Linked DNA regions of Mus musculus: regions 2, 3 and 4 are each linked to region 1. Evidence: chromatin contacts called from public HiChIP or PLAC-seq and Micro-C data. All regions are on one chromosome and are shown on one strand. The core of a region is the stretch at or near the end of the contact, and the rest is flanking DNA. Distances in the headings are between cores, read along the strand shown.

Region 1 (3,195 bases), core at 369-2,868:
GAAGGATGAACAGGATTTCCGAAGCAAGACAGAAAAGCTAGGGGTGAGATGTCTTCTCTGGCAGCCATGAGGTCGAGAACCAGGTCAAGGAGGAACACGGTGTCCCCAGGGGCCGTGACAGAAGGGAGGCAGGACTGGAAGGCTCTGGCCTGCAGCAGGGTCTGGGATACTGGGTGGCAGGCAGTTGCTAGCAGGCTGTGGCCTCATCCTGCTCAGTCACACCTCCCATCCCCAGCTCCCCCCCCCCCTAGGGTTTTATGCTTAGCAAGCCCTTAGCAGGTGTGGGCTGAATCTTCATGGCTGCCACCACCACCACCTCCAGCCTGTGCCAAGCAGGGCTCCCTCCTCTGCCCTAGGGACAGAGGGACAACATTAGGCCCGGTGCCAGACAGACATCAGGGCCTGATACAGGGTGGCCATCTCTACGACAATACCCAGCCCTACCCCCAACCCGGAACACTCCCCCCCCCCCCCCCCCGCCTCCCCGCCCTTCAAGGTGCTTGAAGCTATTGCAGGCCATAACCAGCAAGCGGGTCACCGTGGCCTCACAGCGAGCAGCCTACCAGAGACAGACAAGAAAGGCAAAAGATTCCGAGAAAGGCTGAGTGACCTGCCCAAGGTTGCACGGGCAGAGCTGACTTGAAAGACTTCTGGAGCAAGTAGGGAAGTGGGATCAGACTTCAGGCTGGATGGTATTTTCAGCAACCTGGGGTCCATCTGGGCGGGGGAGGGCCTGGATTACGAATGCTCCCAGGGCAAAGGGACCCCTAGTCTATCCTGACTACAGGGGCATTATTTGCAGCTTACCATTTCCTCTTTTTACCGATGCTACCATGTACACACACACACACACACACACCACCCCCAACGCATATACAAAGGCTGCACTGGCAAAACCCCATGGCGCACATCCCTTGGCAAGAGGTGTATACAATGCCTGAGGCCCTGACTGGCCTAAGAGGAAGACAAGCTTCCTTCCCTGTGTCCCCTCCCCCAATCTGTGCTGGAATCCTACCCTGAGAGAGCCTGTACATTTATCCCTCCAGGACGATAGATAAATAGTGAGGGACTCTATTTTCAATGAAAGCCCCCTGTGAAGGTCTTTTGGCTGACTCAGCATTTTGGACCCCAGGGCAGGGGCGACTAGGCAGGGACGCGCCTCCTCAAGGTTGTCCTTTCTATTGTGCGGGGTGTGAACAAGCAAGGGAGCAAACCCCAGGGCAAGGAATGAAGAGACAGGCACACCCCCTCCCTCCTTCCTCTGGGCCTCCTTCCCAGGTTCCCCTAGGCCTGGGCTCCCAAGACAGGGAGGGGGAGGGGACCACATCCCCATATCTAGACAAGTACCCAGCCAACATGTAGAAGGAAAATCTGTTGCCACCCTTTTAGGTTCCTGTCCTAACTCATCGACTGATTGCTTCCAACTTCCCTGCCCCCCCCCTTCAGAAATTGCAACAAAATATGAATAACAGCTAAGGCTTTTACACTCTGTTCCTTCAGAGTCTGTCAGGGACGGGAGGAGGCGGGGGCTGCAGAGTTCTGCAAGCTCACAGCCGGCGAGAGGGCAGAACAGGGTTGGGTGGGGGTGTGGGCAGACTGTGTCCACGGCTTCTAGGACAGGATGGAGATCTTCCCGGGCTTCTTATCTTTCCAGTCTCAAAATCCAACACTGAGAAGGGGGGCAGGGGTGGAGGGGTGGCTTTCCCTGCGCCCCCTACTGGTGGGAAGTCGGAGACCGGGTCTCCAGTAACCAGAACAATATTCAACAATGGTGGTGAGGTCTCCATAATCTCCAATGGCCCCGGAATGCCCCACCCCACCCCCCTACCCCCGGTGTCCTCCTAAAGCTGACTATCTGGATGTCTGCCGTGCTTTGGCCTGGCTTCCTCTGCCCTCCCTCTTCTATACACGAGTACAAGGTGACTCTACGGAAGGAGTGAGTCCACATGAAGGGTTGTTTTTGTTTTTTGTTTTTTTTTTAAGGCGCAGATAATGTCCCGACCCACAGTAGGTGCACAGCAGCCTCCCATTCTCCCGGGTCACATGCCAGGCACACACCAAGTGTCCCCCGGGATGAGCTCGCACAGTATCTGGTCATGTGTCTGTGTTACCTAATGTCGCTGTGTTACCAACCAGGAAACAATGCCAAGAGATCGACACATACGTGACACAGGTGTCTAAGGTTTTAACCTCGAAGCCCAAGGAATGCCAAGGACGCATAAGCCAAAGAGGTTCACCCCTTGGCCCCCAGGCCAGGAAACACAAAGACATTAGAGATAGAGCCCCCCACACACACACATTATGAAGGTCAAAGTCTCTGAAGCCCTCACATCAAGACACCTCTGCCCCTAAATCAGGCCTGCCCCCCTCCCTCCAGCCCTCCCCCACTCCCCCCCCAGCCCTCCCCCACAGCTCCACCACAAGCTGACATTCCCCTCCCCAGCTCTGGATTTAATTCTTAGGAAACACTGGTCTCACCCAGTATACACAAGCCATTAACCCCTCCCCCCCTTCTCAGCATACTCAGCCCTGACCCCCTCCTCCCAAAGAACACACAACCCTGACCCTCGTCACACAGCACAGAGAAGACCAAACCTCCACAGCAAACAGGCTTCAGGGGCCAGGAGCCAAAGGGACAGGAGTCTTGTGCTATCTCTGGGGCCTCCACCCTGGTTCCCTAGGAGACTCCCAGTAGGACAATACCTAGCTCTCCCCACCGTGACCTGGAGGGGCCTTGGCCCTCCCACAGGTCACCTGCAGAGTACATACAACACACCTGAGGTGCAACCTTGCAAGAGGCCCAGGAAGGGGAGGCCATCTCCACAGACGTGGGATTGGAGCGGGGGGGGGGGGGGGGGGTTGGGGGGGGGGGAGCCTGGAAGATCACCAGGACATAGCATCACTGCTGCAAGCCACTCCACACACCCCCCTCCAGGAACTACCTGACACCTTCTAGACCCAAGGGCTAGGGGAGACTAAAGCTGCAAAAACTTTTAGTTGTTTTCCAGGTACCAGGAGCACTGTAGGAGGGGGTGGTCTCAGAGCCAAGGCCTCTGGTCCCTGGTCCTAGAAGGTGCTCAGAGGCAGGGGAGTAGGGAGGAAGAGAACTGTTGTTGTTTACTAGGAGAGGGGGATGGGTGGGAAACCCACAGACTCACAGAGGCAGGAAGAGGGCATTGCCTAACCTGGGTGGAG
Region 2 (3,195 bases), core at 482-2,981, 370 kb after region 1:
CCAGTGACCTTGCCAATGGAGTCTGCATTAGTCAGAGTGCCTTGTTGAGATGTAGACCCTGTCTGGTCCCTGAACTTCACAGAGATGGGAGAAAACTGGCAAAGATCCAGAGCTCAACCAACTTGATGGACAATGGAAGAATTCCAGGAAAAAAAAAAAAAAATCAAAGGAATCCGGCAAGTTCATTTTGGAAAAAAAACAAAACAAAACTCAAAAACAAAAACACCCCCCCCCCCATTGTTTTGGCTCTAAGGCTGAGCAGGAGGGAATAGGGGGTGGAGGTGCGGTGTGGGAGTGTGGAAGTGTGGGGGTGTCTCTGTGAGGCTTCTTCAGTCTCACAGAGGCTGAAGGACGGTTAGTTAGATGTTCGGATCTGAAGGGCCCCTGCCTCTGGAATACTTGAGAAGCTGCCCATTTTTACTTCTCAGGGTAAGTCAGATAGATATACACTCACTCCTGGCTTCCAGGGCTCCGCCTCCGGCCGGAGACAGCTATTCCTCCCCGCCCCCACCCCCTCTGGCAGCTCCCTGATGATGGGCGGGTCTAAGGAAAAAGCTCCCCAGGTTGTCCGGGCAGGCCTTCTCCTTCCAGTCCTCGCATGTTCAGTCCGTCGCGCATATACAGCCAGCCAGGCTGGCATCTGTTACGTCATCTATTCCTGTCATTCCAGCCTTGCCAGGGTTTATGGGCACGAGACTGAGAAGGTGGGCGGGGGAAGTAGAAACAACTAAAAGGAGGCCCTCTATTGTTGACGTGGAAAGTGGGAGTGACCTAGGAGAGCCAAAGAACACTCTAGTTGCGTTCCTACAAGATAAGAAGTGCTTTGTATGACATTCTTTTGAAATATCAAAGCAACCTTGGGAGTAAGTTTTGACAGCTGTAAAACTGAGATTAAGACAAGTCATTTGTCCAGGCTTACTCTGCCAATAAAGATGTACATACACTATATGTACCTAGCAATAAAGTCTGTGCCCTTCTTTTCAGAGCTTCCAGACATGAAAGTTGCAGAAATGAGGCTCCCTACCTAAAGCTACACGTATTAACCTCAGACAGAAGCTCAAAGCTCCTCACGTTAGTAAGGTCTCGTCCTATGACATAAATCCTATTTTATACCTGATGTAGGGAGGAGATCCAGGAGTGGCCAGACCTACACCAGCAAGGATTAAGCATAAAGACTAGGTGGGCCAAAGATGCCCACAGGCTCCTGTCTCTACCCTGAACACATGTACCCAACTAAAGTCCTGAAAAATGTAATCCCGGGAGTGAATGGGGCTCCTTCGGGGCAAAGGGTAGTGTTTCTCGGCTTCTGGAGATAATCCGGGGCCCAGGCAGCGACGGTTAGGAAAAAACCAAACCAAAACAACCTCTGCATTTAGGGTCAGGCTATCTTAGCAGGGCCTTAATGCAGGTTACTTAAAACTCTTAAGTCTTCGACTACAAGATGGGACATGGACAAACCGCTTGTGCAACACGTGAAGGGCGCAGATGCAAAAGCTACAATTGTTAACGCACCAAAGAGACAGCATCTGATCTCACTATTGCGTCAGGGTGGGACGTTCTGCGGGGTGCCAAAGCTCGCGGTGGGATCAAAAGCTAGACCAGGGAAAAGCCTACAACTCCCAGGAGGCGCCGGGCGGGCCGGTGAGGAGGCAGCCTAGAAACTACACTTCCCAAGAGGCACAACGTGATAGGCGCGTGGTAGTGACGTCACCGCCCCGGCTCGGGGAGCTGATTCGGCCAGAGCTGCCAGCGGGGTAGCCACCGCCGCTGGTTTGTTACAGCTGCTGGAGCGGCCGCGGCCCGGGTTCTCGGGCTCTCTCCCGGGCCCTCGACCTCCAACCCCGCGCGGTGAGTCCAGACGGGTGGCATCGGAGTGGTGAAGCCCGAAGGCTCCACGGGTTGGAGAGCCGGGAGAGAAGGCTGCTGCTGGGGAGGCGTCCGCGCAGGAGGAGACCTGAGCTGGGTGGCTGGGGGTGGAGAGTGCGTGCATCAGGCGAAGGAGTGCCAAAAGAGGAAAGTGGGAGCAGGGGGCCGGGGGTGATAATCCGGGAGGAGCGCTGCAGCTGGGGGTGGGAGGCGGGGAACGGCTGGACTTAAGGGATAAAGGTTTGGCTGCCTCCAGGGTTGAGTGAATGCGTGGAGATGGGGGTTGGGCCCCGAACCCGGCCAGACTGCTAGTGCGAGGTACCAGGCTGCAGAGCAGAAGCGGGAGGCCCCGTGGAAGGAGTTCTCATACACATACTCCCAAGATATCGAGGACACCGTTCCCTCGCTCCTGACTCGTGGAGGCTTGCTTTTTTTTCCACACCCACTTTCCTGAGTCCAGGAGTCGGGCTGGCGAGGACAACCGTGGTTCTGCAGATTGAGGGTGGGCCGAGTGGAAGCGACATTGTGTGTTGCATGAACTCCCTCTTGGGATCCCTTGGGAACAGGTTTGCTGTATAAAGGGCAAGTCTTAAACTGGGGAGGGATTTGGGAAGTGCTTACCGGATGGTTAACGCCGCGGGGAGGGGGGGAAGGCGGGAGGGAGGAGATGGGGGTGGTAATCTGGTCTTGGCATGAGTGTCTGACAGACTGGCTTGGGCCTGCATGGAAAAGAGGCAAAGAGCTATACCATAGCCAAAAGTTTAAAAAAAAAAAAAGTGGTTAACAGGACGGAGTTGCTTCAGGCTCTGATTTGAGGCAGATTATGAAATCACACCAGCTACCTGCCAGTTGTGGTAGCAGTTTTCAGTCTGGTCACCCCAGACCTTTCTGCCCCTGCCAGTCTCCTATTTCTTCACTTCTGGGAGAAAGGTCAGTTGTGTCCTAATGGAAATACACAAAGCCACAGGAAAGTCTCAGGAGTACTTTTGGGAGGATGGTGAAAGAGGGTGCAGCAGTCTCCTGAAGTTCCTAACCTGCTTTAAAAGACAACTAGCACTTAGGCTTTAGGAAGACAGTTCCCGTGGGGTCACCTAGGCTCTCTTAGATGCCCTGTTAGAGCCAGAAAGGAGTGGAGGGTCTTGCAGTCCTGGGATCCAGCCAGAGGTTTGGCACTACTGAACCGCAGTGTGAGGGAGTTGTGTCTATAGCTGTGCCACTGTAGGGCTGTGTAATGGAGAAGGACAGCAGTTTCTGCCGAGACTTGGGAAACTTTTCCTCACCTTAATGATCTTTCAGAGACTTTAGCTCTCAGTCCCTGCCCTCCCATGG
Region 3 (3,195 bases), core at 434-2,933, 270 kb after region 1:
CTTTATATAATCTCCATCACTATACTAAGTAGTCAACAAATGCTTCTTGCATAAGTTGAACCCTATGTTCATGGATGTATTAAATGAAGACAACAAAAAGAAAATGACAATATCTTTACATACGAATGCCCTGATCCAAATTGAATACTTAAGTGATTTCAATTATGGAGCAGTTTGAAAATACACGAGGAAATATGTCAACTCTGGTTAAAAGTTTCTCCCTGTTGCTTTAAAATGCTCACATGTTCCAGAATTTCTACAGTGAATACAAACCATGAAATATTTCACGATGCTGAGTGACATTTCTGCCACTGGAAACTTTTATTTCAGGAAAGAAGACCTTTACTGTATACAGATCTTGTTACCAAGTTTAGAATGGGAGTTGATGCAGTCTATACATACTTACACTCAAAAGTACAACTCAGGGCATGACTTGGCCTATCACCATGTTTTAAAGTAGTTTCTCGTGCAGTTGAGACACACACACACACACACACACACACACACACACACAGAGAGAAAAAACTACAGATCACCCGGAAAAGTCTCATCGCGCGCACATGGACAAGATATACTAAGTGGAAAAAGTAAAAGAGCAACTTAAGCGGGACAAGGGGACAATAGGAGCCTGAGAACGGGTCTCTGGTGTTGGCTTATAGGAGTCGGGGCCACAGGTAGGCATTATAAACTAAAAGAGAAAGAAGGCAGGGGTGGGGGGGGAGGGGGTCTGATTCAGAAGTAAAAGCGTGCGTGTGCTTGAACTCTTTAGGAAAGGAGGGGTAAGGTCCTTAAGAGAGTGGAAAAGTGCACCGGGACTTTTAGTTTAGATGCTTCAACTACAGAAGGAAGGCAGAAGGTAGAAATGGCTCTCCGAGGGAGTTTGCTAAAGGAGCCTAGAGCTACAGAACCCATTTTTATAAACTCTTAAACTAAGAGGCTAGTGTAATCTGTTACCCTGGTTTCTCTAGACACAAATACAAATGCTACTTTCTACATAGCAATAACAGGCGCTAGAATCGGTCGGATGGAGTAGATCACTGGGAAGGACTGAAGAAAAGGCTCGGTGAGACTAAGATGCAACCCCAGAGGAGGAGAGCAGTCCGCAGACTGGAGAACAGGTTCGGTCATCGGCTGGGGTCGAGGGAGTCAGGGTGGTTGGGCGGGCACTTCTGACCCCAGCTCCATTGACCGAAGGAACCAAGGTAGGTGGAGGCTACGCAGAGGTCCCAGCAAGAAGTCGCATCACCCTGGCCGCTGTCACCGGTGATCGCGGCACGACCCCGACGTGGGCTCCCGTACCTTCTAAGGTGACAGTGTCCAGCTCTCTCTGGGAGTGCTCGGTCGCAGCTGCCTTGCCGTCTCCCTCCCCCGTGGAGCCGCTCCCAGCTGCTGCCTCCTCTTTCATCTCCACATCCTGGGGGGCCGGTGGCGGCGGTTCTTGTTCCCCTCCCGGCGGCGGCTTTGCCTTGTCGGCGCCTCGGCGCCGCGCCGAGCCCTCCTGCTTCATGGCGCCCGGGGTCGAGGCCTAGTCCGGGGACCGAAGCAGGGGCCTCGCGTAAACCCTCACACCAGAGACCAGGCACAGAGCCGGGCCTGCACACCAGCGCGGGCTCGCGTCGGGCCGCACGATGACCGAGCAGCTGCAAACTCCTTCCCGGCGCTGGGGCTTCTGGGAAATGCCAGGCATGGCGAGCAGATGGCCGAGTCCAGGGAGGGAAAATAAATCAACAGCCGAGGTGCACGATGAAGGCGGATCTTCTAGGAAGTGGGAGGAGTCTTCAAGAAACGATGAAGGCGGACCTTCTAGGAACTGGGAGGAGTCTGCAGGAATTTGTGGGACCTGAGAGTGGTGATTTTATCTTCCTCTCTAGTGTACATCTTTGGATGTCCGCGAGAGGTCACTTTAGACTCCAAGCTGGGCTACAACAGACTCTAACATGTAAGTGGGTAGGACCTATCGGAGCTCAGATGGGGATGACATCATGAGTTGCCGGGCAGATTCCTCTCCACCCCCCTAACCCCCGCCCCGGTCAAGCTCTCCCAGTTTGCGCGGGTCAGGTCCCCAATGAAATCCGCCAGGCTCGTGCTCTCAACGCCCGCCAGATGCTTCCAGCACCAGAAAGAAAAGGAGCTTGTGGACGTGTAGCTAGGCTGTTTGGCTTTCGATAAACTGAGCTCAACCCCCAGGGCATCCGAACTTCCTTGTCAAATTTTTGTATAATGCTGAGTATAAGGCATACCTTCTCTGCAGCCTGGGAATGTGGGGGTCGTGTGTATTTGTGTAGAATTAGTCAAATTTAATAATAGGAGTCCACGTTGTATACTGCTCAGGGCCAGTATATATAAGATTGTTGAAAAACCCAACATGCCCAGCGTGGTGGTGCATGCCTTTTATCCCAGCACTCAGGAAGCAGAGACGGGTGGGTTTCTGTGAGTTCGAGGCTCAGCATGGTTTACAGAGTGAGTTCCGGGACCACCAGGGCTACACGGAGAAACCCTTTCCCGAAAAAGTAAACAAACAAACAAACACCAGCTCAAGAATGTAATGTAGGGCTAGGTGTGGTACATAATTTTAATCTCAGTGGTACACAACTTTAATCTCAGCACTAGGGAGATCTTTGAGTTCAAGGCCAGCCTGGTCTACATAGCAAGCTCCAGGACAGCGGGAACTACACAAAAAGACCCTGTCTCCAAAAAAAGAAAAAAAAAAGAAAGTAATGTTGAGGGGGTGGTGAGATGGCTCAAGTGAGTAAAGGTGCTTGCCAAGTATGAAGACACGAGTTTGATCCCTGGGTCCCATGGTAGAAGGAGAGAACTGAGTCTCACGCTTTTCTCTGACCTCCATAAGCATGCTGAGGCTCGAGTTCCCCTCCCCCATAAATAAATGCTTTTTTTTTTTTTTTAAAGGTTTTTCTGTATTGCCCTGGATGTCTGGGAACTCACTCTGCTTCCCAAATGCTGGAATTACAAGCATTTGCCACCACTACTAAGCATAAATGCTTTTTTTTTTAATTAGATATTTTCTTCACTTACATTTCAAATGCTATCTCCAAAGCCCCCTATATCCTTCCCCCTTCCTGCTCCCCAACCCACCCACCACAGCTTCCTGGCCCTGGCATTCCTCTGTACTGGGGCATATGATCTTTGCAATATCAAGGGGCCTCTCCTCCTATTGATGGCCAAGTAGGCCATCCT
Region 4 (3,195 bases), core at 438-2,937, 280 kb before region 1:
AGCCAAACAAAGCTAAATCACTTGAGGAAGACAGCTCCAGTGATAGGAGATGAAGGGTTTAACTTGGTTTCCAAGATAAATTAAGGATTAAGTTTTAAAATCCAGCTAGGTGCTGACAGTACACACCTGCGATCCCAGCTCGTGGAAGGCAGAGGAAAGATTTTGAGTTCCAGACCAGCCTGAACTACGTAGTAAGATCCTACAAACACACACACACACACACACACACACACACACACACGCATCATAACCATAATTATAAAATCCTATAATTCTGGGGAGATATAATAGTAGACAGCATTATTTGAAAAGTGCTGCAGGCCGGGTGTGGTGGCGTACGCCTTTAATCCCAGCACTCGGGAGGCAGAGGCAGGCAGATTTCTGAGTTCGAGGACAGCCTGGTCTACAGAATGAGTTCCAGGACAGCCAGGGCTACACAAAGAAACCCTGTCTCGGAAAACCAAAAAAAAAAGAAAAAAGGAAAGGAAAGAAAAGTGCTGCAGGACCTGTTCGGGACCCTGGATTCAATCCCTAGCGCCTCACAGAAGTAAAAAGAACAAGAAAGAATGCCATGCCGCTGTCCACTTAGAACTCAATCAATTCCCCTTTTTTAAGCCAATTTTGTGCCAGCCCTTTCCCACCACAGCATGCAGACACCGCTGAGTTTCAGAGAACTAACTGCCCAGCTGGGAATGGCACCTTGCAGCATGCATGCGCGTGCACACATGCTCCGGAGCACTGTGCCTGTACCCCCTTTTCCACCATTCCATAGTCCTTGCTAAGACCGGGAAGTAACAAGGCTGGAATTACTGGGCAGAGGAAGAAGCCACTGGATCCCTGCTGTAATTGTGTGGATCCTACATTCACCTTCTCTATGCTCTTTGTGTTAAAAAAAAAACATTTTCAGATCATTCCCTTATGCTATGCATTCATCTGAAAACAAAACAAAACAAACCTCTCCTTTAGTCTTTCCTTACAATACCGGTTCATTTCGATAATTTCACCAGAGTATGAAAATATTGGGCGATGGAAGAACTGGACAGTATTATCACTTATCACTTCTAAAGATACCTCACTTCCTGTTGTCACAACCAGGATAAGGGCCAACAGGTAGTCCCAGCATTCAGCCAGTTTCTCTAGATGCTAACATTGACCTTAGATAACCACAGATGCTCTGTTCATTTTTCCTCCACCGTGACGTGACCCACACTAGCCAAGTGTTCTCTACTTTGTATAATCCGCCAAAGTATTCGTTAATTAGTTTAAAAAAAAAATAGCCCTGGAATGGTCCAGAAAGGTGGCTCCACGCACACTCACTGAACAATTACATGTCTAGCCCTTAGAAATCATTGGTAATTATGAAATTGTCCGGTCCAGATGCCTAAAACTTTGTTTTCAAGACTTTCCAAGATAGCAGATGGCCCAATCCCATATAGAGGGTATCAGATACAGGACCGGCTTGGGAAAGTTCCAGGAGGGCATCACAAAGAAACACTGAACTGTTTAAAGACAAGCGAGGCTGAGCTGAACTGGCCCTCCTGGGAAGGGATGTGAATTGTCACAGGTATGCCAGCTGGAAGGAGTGAGCTGACATCTGAGGACCCTAGGCGCAGAAACCCGCCGCCATCACTCGACCTCTAGAAACATCTGGGAAAACTACAAAACTCCCGTGTTGCTTTTCGCTTAGGCGGAGGCAGGGGAGCCCCGCTGGGCGCCAGCAAGGACCTAAACGCAGCGACCCGGGTCCTCCCCGCCTACATTCTCCATCTTCTCCATTCATACGTCCATCAGCGGAGGACTGAAGACCAGAGCGAAGGGAAAAGCCAGAGTGCATGGTGTGTGGGAACTGCGTCCCACCCTCTCCCGGGAGAGGCTCCGGCGAGCCTTTCCCCTCCGGCGCCCGCCTCACGCGGCGGCGCCCACCGCCTCAGTGAAGCCCCGGGCGCGCAGTCTGCGCAGTTCCTGCCGCCGGGCCGCGAACCAGGGCCCGCAACGCGGCCCAGCCTTCTCCGCCCTCCTCGCCGTGACGAATCGGCGCCCGACTGGGACGGGATCCAAATTGGAAGACTTCTGAGGAAACCCAGGAGCCTGACGAAATTTTTTTTAAAAATCCTTGGCGCCCTAAGCCTCGCCGCGTGCTCACTGGAAGGGCTGTTCGTCTGCCGGGAGCCGGCCGCGGCCGGCAGACAATTCCCGGGAGCGTGTGGAAAGTGCGAGCGCGGAAGCTCCGGCGCGAGGGGCGGGGCGAGCGCGGGACAAAGGGAAGCGAAGCCGGAGCTGCGGGCGCCTGCTCGGCCCGCGGGTGAGTGTTTCCCAGTGGGCCCAACCCGGTCGGGGAAGGGTGGCGAGCGGTGGTGTTTCTGCTTGGCGGGACCCCGAGCTCCCGCGGGGTGCTGGGGTTCGGCCTCGGCTGCGAGGCGGGAGCTAGAGCCGGTGCGGCCTCGGTGAGGCCTAGCGGCGGCGGGGCAACCCCGTCCGGAACAGCTCCTCGGAGGCGCCGGTAGTCCCTTTCCGCGGGACTCCCGACGCCGGTGAGCACCAATGCACAACCCCCTGCAGGGGAGTTTCCAGAAAAGCTCGCCCTCCGCCCGCCACAAAACTCCAGGGAAAGGATCTCCGGAAACCCTCTGGGCAAGGCCAGCGGGGATCCTCACCCACCACGAAGGTGGTCGTCCCCCCCCCCCTTTGTTTATTTTTATTTTTTATTTGGTTCAGGCAGCGACTTAAGGATTCCCGGGGTGGCCTGGAGTGAAGTCTGAGACGGTGTGGGTTGGGTTTAAACCCATCTCTGACAATTCCGGGTCTCTGGCCTTAGACACTTAATCGCCCCGAGACTGTTTTCTTCCTTTGTAAAATGGGGACAGTCATACGCATCGGGTAGGGTCGTTGTGACTAGTGAGTAAGACTGTGTTATAAGCCTGACCAGTAAGGTAATTAATTCAATAAATACAGAGTTGCGTCCCAGGCACAATGGTTAGATCCACTCACTACTAGAGTTTATATGCTTAGCCCGGGAGAGCAATCATTTGTAAGTATTAGCAGTGAAGTGTAAGGTACCAGGGACCCTGTCACAGTTTCTGTCGGGGCTCCCCACAGCAAGGCCTACTGGGTGTTGATGGAAGGAAAAAAAGAGATGAATTGAAAAAACTTAGCTATTTCCACATCAGAAACTCTTACCTTGATGATTTGAGGCAC

The links. A called contact is a pair of places that touch in the nucleus more often than the background predicts. HiChIP or PLAC-seq counts read pairs in DNA pulled down with a chosen protein or histone mark.
Region 2: a Micro-C map of the G1E-ER4 cell line shows a contact between it and region 1. The contact joins the promoter of Ormdl3 here to the enhancer-like site in region 1. A contact is called at or near these places in 4 of 484 Hi-C or Micro-C datasets (the G1E-ER4 cell line, embryonic stem cells and liver), 1 of 115 datasets of contacts at active chromatin or transcription factors (pancreatic cancer cells) and 1 of 9 other capture datasets (adipose tissue).
Region 3: a contact with region 1 is called in an H3K4me3 HiChIP or PLAC-seq map of embryonic stem cells, with 6 times the contacts expected there. The contact joins the promoter of Psmd3 here to the enhancer-like site in region 1. A contact is called at or near these places in 1 of 39 promoter capture datasets (hematopoietic stem and progenitor cells), 5 of 484 Hi-C or Micro-C datasets (embryonic stem cells, pre-B cells and reprogramming fibroblasts), 6 of 115 datasets of contacts at active chromatin or transcription factors (embryonic stem cells, pancreatic cancer cells and stem cell-derived neural progenitor cells) and 2 of 9 other capture datasets (adipose tissue and liver).
Region 4: an H3K27ac HiChIP or PLAC-seq map of extraembryonic endoderm stem cells shows a contact between it and region 1. The contact joins the promoter of Smarce1 here to the enhancer-like site in region 1. A contact is called at or near these places in 7 of 39 promoter capture datasets (cranial neural crest, frontonasal cranial neural crest, hippocampal neurons and 4 more), 1 of 484 Hi-C or Micro-C datasets (embryonic stem cells) and 7 of 115 datasets of contacts at active chromatin or transcription factors (the SCID.adh cell line, embryonic forebrain, embryonic limb bud and 3 more).

Annotation. Positions count from the first base shown.
Region 1 is chr11:98,952,969-98,956,163 of GRCm38.p6, reverse strand. The region is part of intron 2 of Rara (retinoic acid receptor, alpha); the gene reads right to left. Among named protein-coding and RNA genes, the nearest start is that of Gm22061, 8.1 kb to the right of the region's middle. Within about 2 kb of position 1,618, at least 120 of the 459 cell types and tissues checked have an H3K27ac peak or open chromatin away from gene starts, as enhancers often do. A contact at or near this core is called in the G1E-ER4 cell line, the SCID.adh cell line, adipose tissue and 5 more, where this site is marked.
Region 2 is chr11:98,585,781-98,588,975 of GRCm38.p6, reverse strand. It overlaps Ormdl3 (ORM1-like 3 (S. cerevisiae)), which reads left to right and starts at 1,731. Exons shown (of 4, transcript NM_025661.4): 1 at 1,731-1,848.
Region 3 is chr11:98,681,042-98,684,236 of GRCm38.p6, reverse strand. It overlaps Psmd3 (proteasome (prosome, macropain) 26S subunit, non-ATPase, 3), which reads right to left and starts at 1,683. Exons shown (of 12, transcript NM_009439.1): 1 at 1,300-1,683. The coding sequence starts at 1,507.
Region 4 is chr11:99,229,509-99,232,703 of GRCm38.p6, reverse strand. Smarce1 (SWI/SNF related, matrix associated, actin dependent regulator of chromatin, subfamily e, member 1) reads left to right here and starts at 1,687. Exons shown (of 11, transcript NM_020618.4): 1 at 1,687-2,302.